Regions from separate parts of the Capsicum annuum genome. Here region 1 is linked to region 2. The links are chromatin contacts, called in public Hi-C maps. All regions are on one chromosome and are shown on one strand. The core of a region is the stretch at or near the end of the contact, and the rest is flanking DNA. Distances in the headings are between cores, read along the strand shown. Region 1 holds the start of LOC107856714 (VQ motif-containing protein 22-like). Region 2 has its middle 6.6 kb from the start of LOC124885576.

The links. Hi-C and Micro-C count contacts between places; a contact is called where the count stands out from the background.
Region 1: a Hi-C map of leaf shows a contact between it and region 2, with 3 times the contacts expected there. The contact joins the promoter of LOC107856714 here to the enhancer-like site in region 2. A contact is called at or near these places in 3 of 5 Hi-C or Micro-C datasets (bud, leaf and placenta).

Annotation. Positions count from the first base shown.
Region 1 is chr7:58,701,023-58,707,899 of UCD10Xv1.1, forward strand. It overlaps LOC107856714 (VQ motif-containing protein 22-like), which reads left to right and starts at 4,289. Exons shown (of 1, transcript XM_016701696.2): 1 at 4,289-5,605. The coding sequence starts at 4,686. The coding sequence ends at 5,258.
Region 2 is chr7:58,569,988-58,577,197 of UCD10Xv1.1, forward strand. No RefSeq gene overlaps it. Among protein-coding and RNA genes, the nearest start is that of LOC124885576, 6.6 kb to the left of the region's middle. Within about 2 kb of position 2,379, at least 3 of the 5 cell types and tissues checked have an H3K27ac peak or open chromatin away from gene starts, as enhancers often do. A contact at or near this core is called in bud and leaf, where this site is marked.

The DNA.
Region 1 (6,877 bases), core at 3,039-5,538, 130 kb after region 2:
TAAAAAATAATTAGAATTAGACATACTACATCCTTCAGGGGGTTGAAGAGATCAAGAAATTTTATATTTTTATCATTTTTGGTCGACAACCATCTCAGGATTCTTGGACAGGAAACTTCTTCTTGGTAGTTTACTTGTTGTCTCAAATAAGGAATAGCTTCAAATGTCCAAGCCTATAAAATAACCCCAATAAATCAAAAGCATTCTTGAATAAAAAAATTAAATCATATTATAATAAAAGAAATATTTACCATGAAAGCCCATGGAAAGCTATATAAGTTGACTATCCCTAACGTTAACGGAGTCAACAAGTATTTGACAGTCATTTTGAAACTTTCATAACCCCAAGGATAGCTGTTAAATGCCTTCCTCGGAGAGCTTTATTAAGCCAAGTGGTATATTATTGTTAACGTCTCTCGCCCAAATAATATTATGTACAAACCAAACCAAGCATAATGATTGCTTGTGCTTCTTTGAAAGTCTTTTACCTTTCAACACTTCTATTAAATTTTTTTTTGGAAGCTTGGACCAATAAGGGACACCAAACTTTCATGATCGCTTGACTTGAATTTTTCTTTTTTGGGTGTGCGGGCTGCTTTTTTGGGTTAGAATAAGTATGACTTTAGAAGGAGAAGGAAGATAATATTTTAGTCCAGTAACTATGGCAAGCTCCTTCTAACCAAAACAAACAGGCATACCATGATAATTTATCTATACCTCATCCATCTTATCTTTGTTTTCATACATAAACCTACGCTTGAGAAGATCATATACCATTTTTATTTGGAAACGAGCATTGTTGTCCTCCGGCAAATCAAGATATTGTCCAAAGCAGCTGTCTCTGAAATACGCATCCAAATTTTGTTCTCTAAGTATTTTTTTGAAGGCGTCGAAAGATTTTTTTGTGTCTGAATTAACCACAAAATCACCCGTTAGATCTGTGGCACCATCACACTGCATTCTTAGAGGATAACAATCAATGTTGTAGGTTTTGGCCAACTCTTTGGTGAAAGAGCTATTAGCATTTGGATCATCTCTTTTGAAACATTCCTCCTCCCCATGTTCATTATCTTCTGATTGAGTTAACGCTTGTAAAGCAAGATCAGAGAGTGGTGGATGTAGCCTAACTGCTTCACTTGTTCCTTTACTTGAACTTGATTTAATTTTATCCTTGTGGGAACCATATAATCTAAAAATAACAGGAACATAAAATAGATTATAATTGATTAATGCATCATTAAAAAAGGATAACATTATATCTAATATGTACAATAGTAAAATAATAGTTCTAATAGATCACACATCTGTTGATAGGTTATCTATTGCAATATATAACTAACCTATTGTAATGGATAAGGAATTTGTTGCAATAATAAAAACAGATCACTAATCTGTTGAAATATATGACTGGTATGTGCAACAGGTCACACATTTATTTCAATATATGAGTAATCTGTTGCAACATATAAATAACCTATTGCAATAGATGATTAATCTGTTGCAATAATAAAAGCAGATCACTCATCTATTGAAACAGATGGCTGGTCTGTGCAATAGATCACACATCTGTTGCAACATATGAGTGATCTAGTGGAACCGTTATCAATGGTCAAAATTGTTTAGATTTCTTCCAACAAAAGAGTCATCTATCGCGACGGATGAATGATCGGTTGAAAAAATCAAGTCTTGGACATGTCCTATTTAAATAGTTGATAGGATTTAATCCAATAGAAGTTTCATCCGTTGCATCAGATGATTAATTTATTGCATTGAATTTTTAATTTGATGGTTCTTATGTTGCATCCGATGGTAAATTTGTTGCATCAGATGGTTAATTTGTTGCATCATATGATTAATCTGTTGCATCAAATTTTTAATTCGATGATAAATCTGTTGCATCAGATGGTAAATCTGTTGCATCAGATGGTAAATCCATTACATCATATTTTTAATTTGATGGTTCCTCTGTTACATCGTATGGTAAATTTATTCCATCGAATGGTTAATTTATTGCATTAGATAGTAAATCTGTTGCATCAGATGGTTAATCTATTGCATCATATGGTTAATCTGTTGCATTAGACGATTAATCTATTGTATCAGAAGGTTAATATGTTCCAAAAATAAATAGTAGCATGATTTTGTTCAATATAACAACAACTATATCACCGTTTTTACCAAGAACAAGAACAAATCAACCCAGCAATGGGTGCAATACGAAAAATACCAACATCGTTGTTTTGTTTGTACAAAACAAACAACAAAAATCAAACTTAAAAAAATACAACAAACAATAAAAAATCATATTTCACTCCAAAAAGAGAAGAGAAGAAATACCAGAAATAGGATTTTATTCAGACCGCATTTCAAATTAAAGCAACAAATATTGAAATTGTTAACCAATACTAGAAGAGAAGTTAGCTCAAGTTCCTGTTTTGTTTCGAAACTAAAAAGGCCATAATTTTTTACCTGTGAAAGAAGAAAAGGGATGATGAAGAACTTGAACTTGTTGTGGCCGGAAAGTAAGGTTGTCACGTCAATTGACGGTTGAAAGTCGAAAAGAAACTCGAAGCCCAACTATTTATCGCTGGAGGTTGAAGTCGCCGGGGATTGAAAGAAGAAATTTTTGTTCTGTAGCAGATCTTTTACAAGATCAATTCGGAGAAAATGTGGTTCGGGGGACTATAGGTGGAGCGATTCCGCATAAATTGATATCGACACCTGTTGGTTGTGAGAAACTGTCGAGAGAGAAAGGGGATAAGGTTGATTTAGAGCGGAAAAGGGTGTGGGTTGATTTGTATTTTTAAAAAGATTAGAAAGTTATAAAAATATTAATCAAGTTCACAATTAACTTAATCAAGTTTTCTAATTATGTTTGACCCTTTAAGTTGGTTAATGTCACCAATTCTTCATTCAAAACTTAAATGACACACTTCCTTCAATTTTCTCAAGTAACATAAATTTTTCAAAAATGAGAAGACTCTTAAATAGGGACGGAGAGATTATTAATATCTTATTGAAAAATTATATTAAAAGTATTATAAATTACATAATTAACAACTTGTAAAAATATAAAGGATACAAAAGATTCGACTGACTCTCGAAATTATATTATTGTCACTTAAATTGAAATAGAAGAAAAGTATTATAAATCACAATAATAAAAAATTTAAATTATTTTAATGATTCATTATCCAAATTATATTTGTGTCACATAAATTCAGACAAAAAAATAACATATACTGGATTTGTACTTCAATGTCTAGTACTTACTTAGACAAGGAGAAGGGATCAATGAAATTATGACCAGCAGGCTCCAGATCATGCCGCCAACATGCGTGCTTTGGCACAATTTCATTGGGCTTTTTCGTTGCCTTCATTTTTTTTCTTCAAGTTAATTTATTTATTTTATTTTATTAATTTGTTATATATTTGTAAAAAGTACGTAAACAATACTATAAATTACAATGATTAACAACTTAAAAATTTAAAAGATATAAAATATTTATCCGACTCTCAAAATTATAAAAGGAAAAGGGATCAATTAGACTGCAGGTCAACATGTCCTCTTTGACACAATTTCATTGGTCATTTCCATTGCCTTCATTTTTTCTCCATTTTAATTTATTTATTTTACTTTTTTTAATCTATTATATATTTCAAAAAAATATGTCAATAATACTATAAATCACAATAATTAGCAATTTAAAAATTTTTAAAAATATATTATCTTTAGTTGACTCTCGAAATTATACCAATGTCACATAAGTTGGAATAGAAGAAAAAATATTATAAATTACAATAATTAAACTATTTAAAAATTATAATTAACTATCAATGCCATAAATTTCGAAAAAGAAAAATAATATATATATTATTTCAACATCTAAATTACAATGATTAAAAATTATAATAATTAATGATTTAAAATATCTAAATATATATTTAAAAATATAATTAATTATTTAAATTATATTTATTTCACAAAAATTGAGTCAAAGAGGTACCCCTCGATATCCAGTAATACATATATATGATGTAGCTTCAAAGAACGTGTTACAAAACTTAATACTTCTCATTCAGTAGAAAGGACTAATACAAAAATATATACGTAAGATTGTTTTCTCCGGTTGAACTGTCAATGTATATCTTGTTCACATGAAGAGAAACAAGAGGAAAGAAATCAACATGGATTGTAGTGCGGTGGATAGGCTGCTTCATTCTTATTAGAGGTCAATGGTTCCACTCTGGGTATGAAAAAAATTCTGTTAGGAGCACAGACACCTTAATAAGTCCTGCAATGCGCGGTCTAAATTAATCGGGACTTTGCTTCATTCTTATTAGAGGTCAATGGTTCCACTCTGGGTATGAAAAAAATTCTAGTCCTGCAATGCGCGGTCTAAATTAATCGGGACTTTAATAGATGCAAAAAAAAAAAAAAAAAACCAGAGGGAAGGAGGATCATTCAACAGAAATAGAACACATTTTCTATTGCCGCAGACCCACGTGATACTCACGTGTCAATAAGGACCGGCCACTAACTAGAACTATAATACTTTGACCAGCCAAAATTATGTTACTATAAATTCAAAGGTTCATCCTGTGTTTTTATTCTCCTCTTCTTTACATAAGCTTTCATACTCTTCACTTTTTTTCTCTTTTCTATAGTCCTACTTTTTATTTGTATGGGCATGAGTGAAACTATGCCAAATCCCACCAATTGGGTACAATTCTATCAATCTCAAAGATCGCCACAAACCCCTATGTTTTCTGATGCCACGGTAGTCACCACAACTGTCACTTCCTTAGTCAGTGCTCCAGATCACCACCAACACAGTACCGGTCCGGTTGATGGCCGGGTTTCCAAGCCTATCAGACGCCGATCCAGGGCTTCTCGACGAACACCAACCACTGTGTTGAACACGGATACGGCTAATTTTCGTGCCATGGTGCAACAGTTCACTGGTGGACCTGTTGCACCATTCGCATCGCAGGGGACCTACATAGGTTTCGGGTCCAATAATCAACAAGTTGTGAATCCGAATACCGCACCTACTTCTGCTGGTGGTTCTTACAGTATCCATTTTCAGACGCAACCACCACCACAAAACCAATTGCCTTACATGTTCAGCTCATTGGGCAGTCCCACTCCTGATGCTGTTGTTCCAGGCCGAGCTGATAATTTTCCCAATAGACTTGAAGATAGTTCTTCTCCTTCTAATGAGAACAAGTCTGAAATTAATAACTTCATGTTCTGATTAGTCAAAAGAGATATTGACATAAATAGCCGTTCTATTTTTCAAAATTTCAACTTAGGCGGCCTGGATCACTAATGATTTTATGCTACTTTGTGATTCTGTCACTTTCACTACATTAATGATCGCTGAGATTTTCTACTTCAAATTTTTCTCAGTACCGATCGAGACCTGGTGCTGTGTACATAACCCCCACTAATAACAAGATCCTTCCTAGCTGCTTCGTTTTATTTTACGTACTGTAGTAATTTAAATTTTAGTTACATGTATTTTGATTTTACTGTAATTTTCTTTATTTCTTTCCTTTTGTATATTCGACAATTCAAAGGGAAAATTTATTTTTAAAATAAGTCTATGCGCCTCTTTTGGACGATCAAATTCGGCAAGCTATGCAATTGTGATCTACTAAACCTGCTAAGATGTTCATATACAAGTACTTTTATTCTCTGATATTTTGCCCGCCTTCAAGTGCGTTGATCGTATCATTATGTTCAGAGGAGGGTTCGCAGTATTTAATTTTTATGAAGAAGAAAAATACAAATGAAAAAATATCTGAAATTTATAAAATTGAAGCTTCTGATAGATGTAACAGAAATAAGATTTTTATGAAATTGACTTCCTAATTGAAGTACTATGGGTATTTGCATTTGTTACTGATCTAGGTGGGTGACCAATAAAATAGTTCTTAGATGAAGAATAGACGACATAGTTTATAAATAGTGTCTCACTGAAAATTCTAGTATTTCCAACCAGCTTTTAGAGACCCTTTGAGGAGGCAAAAAGGCATGACATCAAGTCCTGGTCAATTTATTTTTTCTGATTTCTTCATGGAAGTAAAGACTGCTATTATGGATTGATGGCACATATACCTTCATTTTCATCCTTCTATCTAGAAAATAATAACACAGGAAATGAAGATATTCATCCGAAAAAGAAAAACAACAGAAAGAAAAGAGAAAAAACTGAGATTAAAAAATGATGAGGAGTCGATTAGTTCCATTTTTATCATTAATCATATCACTTAATAATAATTATCTTTTCTAATTTCTTTTTTTTTATGCTCAATCAAACAAGTTCATATAGAAATAAAACTGAGTATATATGGAGTATTTTTTTCCTATTAGATAAGGAAGTATATATACAGATAGGGTCAATCTTAGGACGTATCATTTTATAACTACTTAACTGTAGGCTCATTTCCAATGAAAAGCACTTACGAGTCGTTTGACAGATTGTATTAAAAAAAATATATTTACATTAGTTAGGTGTGCTATTAATATCTTATTTGGTATATATTTTTGACATATGTATAACTAATACAAATATTAGTTATAGACTTTATTGTGTATTAAAATATGTATTATTATTTTTTGACATATGTATAACTAATACAAGCATTAGTTATAGACATTATTGTGTATTAAAATATGTATTATTAATGTCAAAATTTTCTATGCATTAGTAATGCAAAAAATTAACTTAATAAATGGGATATTGATAGTACACACAACCAGAGGCGGACCCACGTGGTGCCTCGAGGGTGCACGTGCACTCGGTAACTTTTAAAAAAAATTATATATATACATATATATATATATATATATCCTACTAAAGTGTTAATA
Region 2 (7,210 bases), core at 1,129-3,628:
TACGTATCCTCAAAAGAAAGTCAACGCATTACTACTTTCAGTACAAACTATAAGGGCAGATTAGTTGAAAAATATATTTTAAAAAAAAGAAATAAGACTTCAGAACTTTGATCTAATAGTGAACAAGTCTCTTTTTTCCTGTGGAAGCACTCTCTCCATTTCAATTACTAATTACTCCCTCCGTCTTAAATTATATGTCATCATTTTCTTTTTGATACGTTCCAAAACGAATATCATTTTTCTTTATTTGTTAAGTTTTTAAAAACACAATTATAATTTTATCCTTAGTGGTCTCTCTTGATTTAAAATACTATTACTTCTTTTTTATTTGTATTTTCAATTAAAAGTGATCTCACTTGATTTTAAATACTACTTCCTTCGTTTTGAAATAAATGAATTGTTGGGGTATTTATTAATATTTCAAAATAAGTGAATCATTAAATTTTTTTTCAAATTTGCTTTTATGATTTGACAACCAATTAACTTTTGAAAAGGTATTACAAGGTCAATTTTTTTTTGGAGTAAAAATAAAAAGTTGTGTTAAATTTATGTCTTTAATGATTTTTTCTTAATATGTGTGCCAAAATTCAACAATTCATTTATTATGAAATGGAGAGAGTATTACTCTTTTTTTTAAAAAGGATAATTTTGTAACTTTAACAAAGTCAATACTTATTTCTTAAATATCATGTACGGTTAAATGACGACACATAATTTGGGACGGAGGGAGTATTTTTTTTTTATTCATCTCTAAAATATAGTATCTGTCAATATTTTTTTAATTAATAAATAATACTTCTTCCGTTCTATTTTATGTGTCGTCATTTGATTGGGCATAAAATTTAAGAAATAAGGGAATACTTGATAATATTTATTAAATTGTTTTTTATCAAAAAATATGCAACTATCTTTTTTTAAATTAAGTGGGTCAAATAAGGGTAAAAATGTAATTGTGTTTTTAAATATTTTTACTAAATAAGAAAATATGATATATTTTTTTTGGAATTGACTAAAAAAAATGATGACACATAAAATGAGACGGAGGAATTAATATTTATTTACCTGAATTTAGCTATACAGATCAAGGGAAGAAAAAAAAAATAGAAAGAGTAAAACTGACGATTGGTTGGCCAAGCATGACTTTAGACGACATGCCCTTACAGAGTCACCTTCCACAAAATACTTCTACTTGCAAGTTAACAACAACTTAATTTACCCCAAAAAAATATATGACGATAACAACTAGAAAGACGGAGAAGTGATAGAGCTTGTTCTTACTTTTGCTTTTGTATTGTATGCAAAGGGAGAGGAGATGGAGAAGACATCTATACAGGGAAATAAAGGAAAAGATAATGACCAAAAAGTGAGACATGGTAAACTCTTTTGATACAAAAAAGGGGTAGGAGTTACATGTTATATATTTATTCTTTTGTTTTCAGCAAAAAGAGAAATAAAAAAATAATGAAAGCAGAAAAAAATGTGTACTTACTGATTATCAACTATAATAAAGTCTTCAATTCTTAATTCATTTGCAGTGTATATTAATAACCCAACATTGAGCACAATAGCAAGAACATCTCGCAAAAAAAAAAAAAAAAAAAAAAAAACATAATAAATGAGTAAGAAACTAACCAAAGAAACTCTACTAGCCGATAAAAAATATGATACATCAAAAGTTATGATACCAAATTCAGATTCTAATTGATGGTAAAAGATGTCAAATGTTGTAAGATCGAATCATGTTGGTGGTGGTAGTGGATTATTCAGAGGATTTTTACTTTTTTTATTGATCTGACGATTGGTTCTCCGTCAATTATCTAGGTGAAGTCACTGATTGATTTGTCATACCCAAAATTTGATTCTTTAATATTTGGAAGGGACAATGGGTAGGTATGAAAGGGACGCTGGAGATTTGCATAATGTGTCATGTCACTGCCGAATATAATGCACCAAACTTGCGTTTTCTGTGAAATATTATATTAATTTAGCTTTTCTGATAATTAAGTTGTACTTAATTTACATCTCAAGATTAAAGGTAGTTCTATGTACAATGATCAAACACTATAATTTTCAGTGATGTGCATTAATTTCCATAGCATAAGTAAGTTGAATAAAATGTACCTCTTCATCATAAAGAATCAAGAGTTGTTATATGCTTTACTTCTCTGCAGTTGTAGGAGTAATTGCATTGATGCTAAATCTTTTCGTGATTTTGAGAAACCTGACATTGTAAAATATTAACAATGATATGAGTAGAGATATTATGAATAAAAATCGAATATACCCAAGAAAAATAACCCCTTTAGCCAAATAAAGAGTACCGTAAACTCATAATTAAAGAATTAAAAAAATTGGAAAAGAAATTGAAAGACGGGTGCATCTGAAGTTGGAACAACAATTGTAAGATGTATATTTTGCAAATTCATGGGCACCTTTGCTTACTAAAAAATACCGATATCTTAAATTTAGAATCATAGGTCAAAATTATAAGACTTATTTATTTTTGTCTCTAATTGATCAGAAACTACACAATTACTTTGCAAAGTCAGATTCCGAGAGTATGTCGAAAAGAACATGACTACAGAGATTAAAAATTGAGTTTGAAGAGAACCACCAAGGATCAAGTACAAAGCTTTTAACAATCTAAAATATGCAAAAATTACAAAATTGAATTGGTTCCTCTTCTTTCAATAAAATAAAAGATGGAGATAACAAACCCCAATTAAATTCCAACTAATCAATTTAATCTACCTACAATTAGGAGAGTCAAATTTGATTTCCTTCTAAGTTAGGATAAAAAAGGAATCTTTCAAAAATAGCTATACTTTGCTGAAAAATTCACCTTTCATAACCATATTTTATCATTTATAGCCGTTGTATTCAATTTACACCCGATGTGTTCGATTTTATTAATAGTCTGTATTCATATAAAATATAAATGCATTACCATTTAACCGCTGTATTCGATTCACAGCCACTATATTCACTTTTATTCAGTGGTCTGTAATCATATAAAACATAAATACATTACATATTTAGTCTCGCCAAAAATACTATTTTTTTTTCTTTTTTCTTTTTAATAATTTTTCTTTTTTGTGTTTTCCTCATTTTTTCTTTATTTTTTTTCTATTTTTCCCTATTTTTATTTTTTCTCTCTTCTCTTTCTCTTTCTTTTTTTCTTTTCTTTTTTATTTTTTTTTGTACTTATTTTCTTTATCATTTTTTTGGTTCTATTTTATATTTTTCGTATTTTTGAAAAATATAATTACTCGAGCACAAGTAATGGCTGATAACGTAACTACCACAATTGTTATCGTATTTGTAGTCACACCATCATTTATAATTTTGTATTCATTGATACAATTGTATTTGTATTTGTATTTTAAAGTTTGTGCTTGTATTTGTATTTTGCAATTCACATTTATATTTGTATTTTATAGTTTGCACTTGTATTTGTATTTGTCAGTTCGCACCATCATTTATATTTTATATAATTCTCACTTATATTTTAAAGAACTGCTTTGTATTTTTGTATTTCATAATTGATCATATATTATATTGGATTATATTTGTATTGTGAGTTTTTTGTGTTTGTATATTTAGATTATATTTGTATTTGTATTCTATTTTCGTCGATGCCTTTTTTATTTTTAAAGAATTATTTTGTATTTGTATTTGTAAGTTGATTGCATATTGTATTAAGCTGTGATCACGTATAATTTATCATTTGCATTTGTAAACGAACAAGCAAATGCATTAATTGTATTTTCTTGATTCTAAAATATATAAATATGTATTGTATCATTTGATACAAATGTACCATTTTGTATTTATATGTCAAAATTATCATTCGTATTTGTAAATAAATAAATATCAATTGATATAAATACAATTACAAACAAATGATTTTACAAATACAAATACAATATGTATTTGTACATATTGTATTTACATAAAAATTTGAATTGTATTTATATGTATCAATAAATACAACTCGTATCAATAAATACAAACAAGTATTCGAAGAAAGAAAACCAATCATTTCTTTTCAATAATTAAAAAATACAAATGATAGTTCACACTTATGTCTGTATGCTATAGTTCACATTTGTATTTGTATTTTATAGTTGACACTTGTATTTGTATTTGCTAATTTGCACAAATGAAAAGAAAAAGAAAAATGAAAAGAAAAAAAAAGAAAAAAAGAAGGAGAAAAAAATGAGAGAAAAAGAAGGAGAAAAAATAAAATAAAAAAGAAAAAAGAAAAAAGAAAAAAGAAAAAAGAAAGAGAAGACAAAAAAAAAAAGTAAAAGAAAAAATGAAGAAAAAAACTGAAAAAAAAAAGAATAATAGAAAATAGAGAAAATAATGAGAGAAATTATAAATTGTAATTAGGGATAATTAATAGGCAAGAGGGTTTATGGATTGTAATTAATTGAAATTTAGACTAAATCAAATAATTAGGAATCAATATTTGTTAAGTTATGTAGTTATCCAAATAAAAAACTCCAGTAAAATCCCAAAACTACAACACAAAAAATAAAAATAAAAAATTTATAATAAAAAATTTAAAATATAGTAATATGAAATAATTTTGGAAAGGAAACATGCCCGATACAAACCTTATCTTTGATTTTTTATTTTTTTTTTGGATTAACAAAGCAAAAGAGAAGTAATAGAAAGACCCTAGGAAAAGAGTTAGAGAAAACGGGAAGCAACTACATATTTTGTTGAATGTTGTAGTTGCATATACAATATCAAATCATTATTACCCTGTGGAGTCAATGACCAAAATTCCCTTTGTATGAAATAAAATAACATGAAGCACCCATGTCAACAGCCTCTTTTTTCTTTATAATATAGAAATGTGTGTTATTTGTAACTTGTAAAGATATGTTATTAGGGTGTATATTTCTTACGGATAAAAAATTTAGTTACTATTATGAGTCATTTACATAAAGAGCATAAATATATACCTTATTTATCAATTTTAGTACATATACAATGCCTAAATTTTTATCTATTTTTTTAATAAGAAAATATCTAAATACTTATATAATGTATTTTTAAACACAGTTTTAACATCATCAATAAGAGAAAATAAATAATAATTTTATTATATTTTGAATTCAATATATTATACGTATTAAAGACGTATTTCAATATACATGTTGAATATATATAACTAAAATATGTTTATTCCAAAAGTATTACAAGTATTATATGTGAATTTCAAAGATTTTATTATAATTTAAATCAGTTTCTGTAGTTAGAAATGTATTATATTTATTATGAAATAAGAACTTTCGAATTCATAAAGATATATAATATTGAATTTGAATTGTATTACAAGGATCCTTTATGTTTAATAAAATTTTAACACAACATTTAAAAAATTTAACCTTTTCTTCTCCAGTGAATCACCTGTTGGGATATTGAAACGCCCTGGACTTTGGCCCTTGTGAATTTCCTGAGTCTTGAACTCTCTACTAATCATACGACTCACATCATAAGTCGTACGGTGTTGTAATGGGTCAGCGATTCTAGTCATATATTGGTCAGTGTGTTGTTGACCAAGTTCTGTCCTAGTTACGAGAGACTTCATACGAGTCGTATGGTCTAGTCATGAGAGCTTCAAGGTCCAATCATGTGTTGTCCAACGTCTAGCCCTTGATGTTCTGCCTTGGAAACGACTTGATGGTACTAGTCTTAAGGTCTAGTGATGATTTGGGCAAGGGAGTCATTTGTTGGACAGAATGTGGTGTCTAACTTTCTGATCTTAAGATGACTTGATGGTACCACTCGTATGATGTGGTGACGAGTTGGAGGGTCAAATCGTACCTACCTGTGAGTTTTCTACAGCTTTTAAGTTGAGGGTATTTTTGACATTTTTCACCCCAAGCCTTTAAGACCCCACGTCTTATAACACTTATTGGAAATTCATTCTACACTTTAGAAGATCAAGCACTCTCTAAACTCTCTCTAAAACTTCTCAAGAGATATTGCGCTAGGGTTTCTTCAAGGTGGTCATCTAGAGGCTTAAAGATTAAAATCTCTTCGTGAATCTTCGTAACTCAGGCATGCTACTCTTACTTCATTGTTAGTTCACAAAAATTATGTATTTTAAACATTGTTTATGAATCACTAATGGTGGTTTTGAAAACCATGGTTGAGGGTTTGAATACATAATGTTGAGTATTGTTTTCTCATGGTTTAAATTATGACTACACATATTTTGATAATGGTTTTGCACATGTGGGTGGTTGGAAATTGTGATTTAAAATAAGGGGTCATAGATAACCCTAACTTGATGGTTTTTGGCTTGAATAATGGTTTGATAATGGTATGCCCTCAACCAGTATGTGAAATTTTCTTTGAGAATGATCTTGTCATATGTTGAATTGTGTTTTGAACTAAGGCATTGGCCTAATGATGTAAGCGGTTAGTAAATGGTTTTATGAAAGTCTTGTTGGCCATAAATTAATTTTAATTATAACCTTGGTAGTTTAGTTGGCTAAATGAATTCGAGTCCCTAACTATTGAATTGAATTGATATCCTTTGTTAGATAATGGGTTTGAGTCCCAAGTTGATTAACAAAGGTTATGGTATGTTGTATGCTTGGAAGTAGGGTTGGTATGACGATACCAACGGGATGCCTTTGGTAAGTAATTGAAATAAGGGTTGTGTATGTATAACAAATGTTTTAATTCGTTCTTTAAAGTGGTATGTGTATTCGGGCAGTAAAAGTGAAGTCCAAAGGACTAACACTGGAAACTGCGCTAGCCGGTGCATATGTCTCTATGATCGGGAGGTTCGAGTCCCCTAAATGGATATATGAATGGGAGGTTCAAGTCCCTCATATTGTATACATTGATGCTTAAGTCACCTTGACTATGCCGGGAGGTTCAAGTCCCCCATAAAGGCATATATGAATATGGATATTCTCTTGCTCATGCGGCTACATGAACTACGACCCTAGGGGAGAGCTGGGTCTATATAGCCAGTGGGTGCCTTGTTATATGATGGTTATGCTACGCAACCCAGGTTAATGTTTTCAAATATATGTGTCACGACTCGAACCGAGGCCATGACCGCGACGGACATCCTAAATCGTGAAGGCCCGAGTGCCCCTATTCTATCTGGTAATCATACACAATGTTCAAACAATGTAAAGAAATGCTAAATATTAATAAACAGAAACATGGTCAC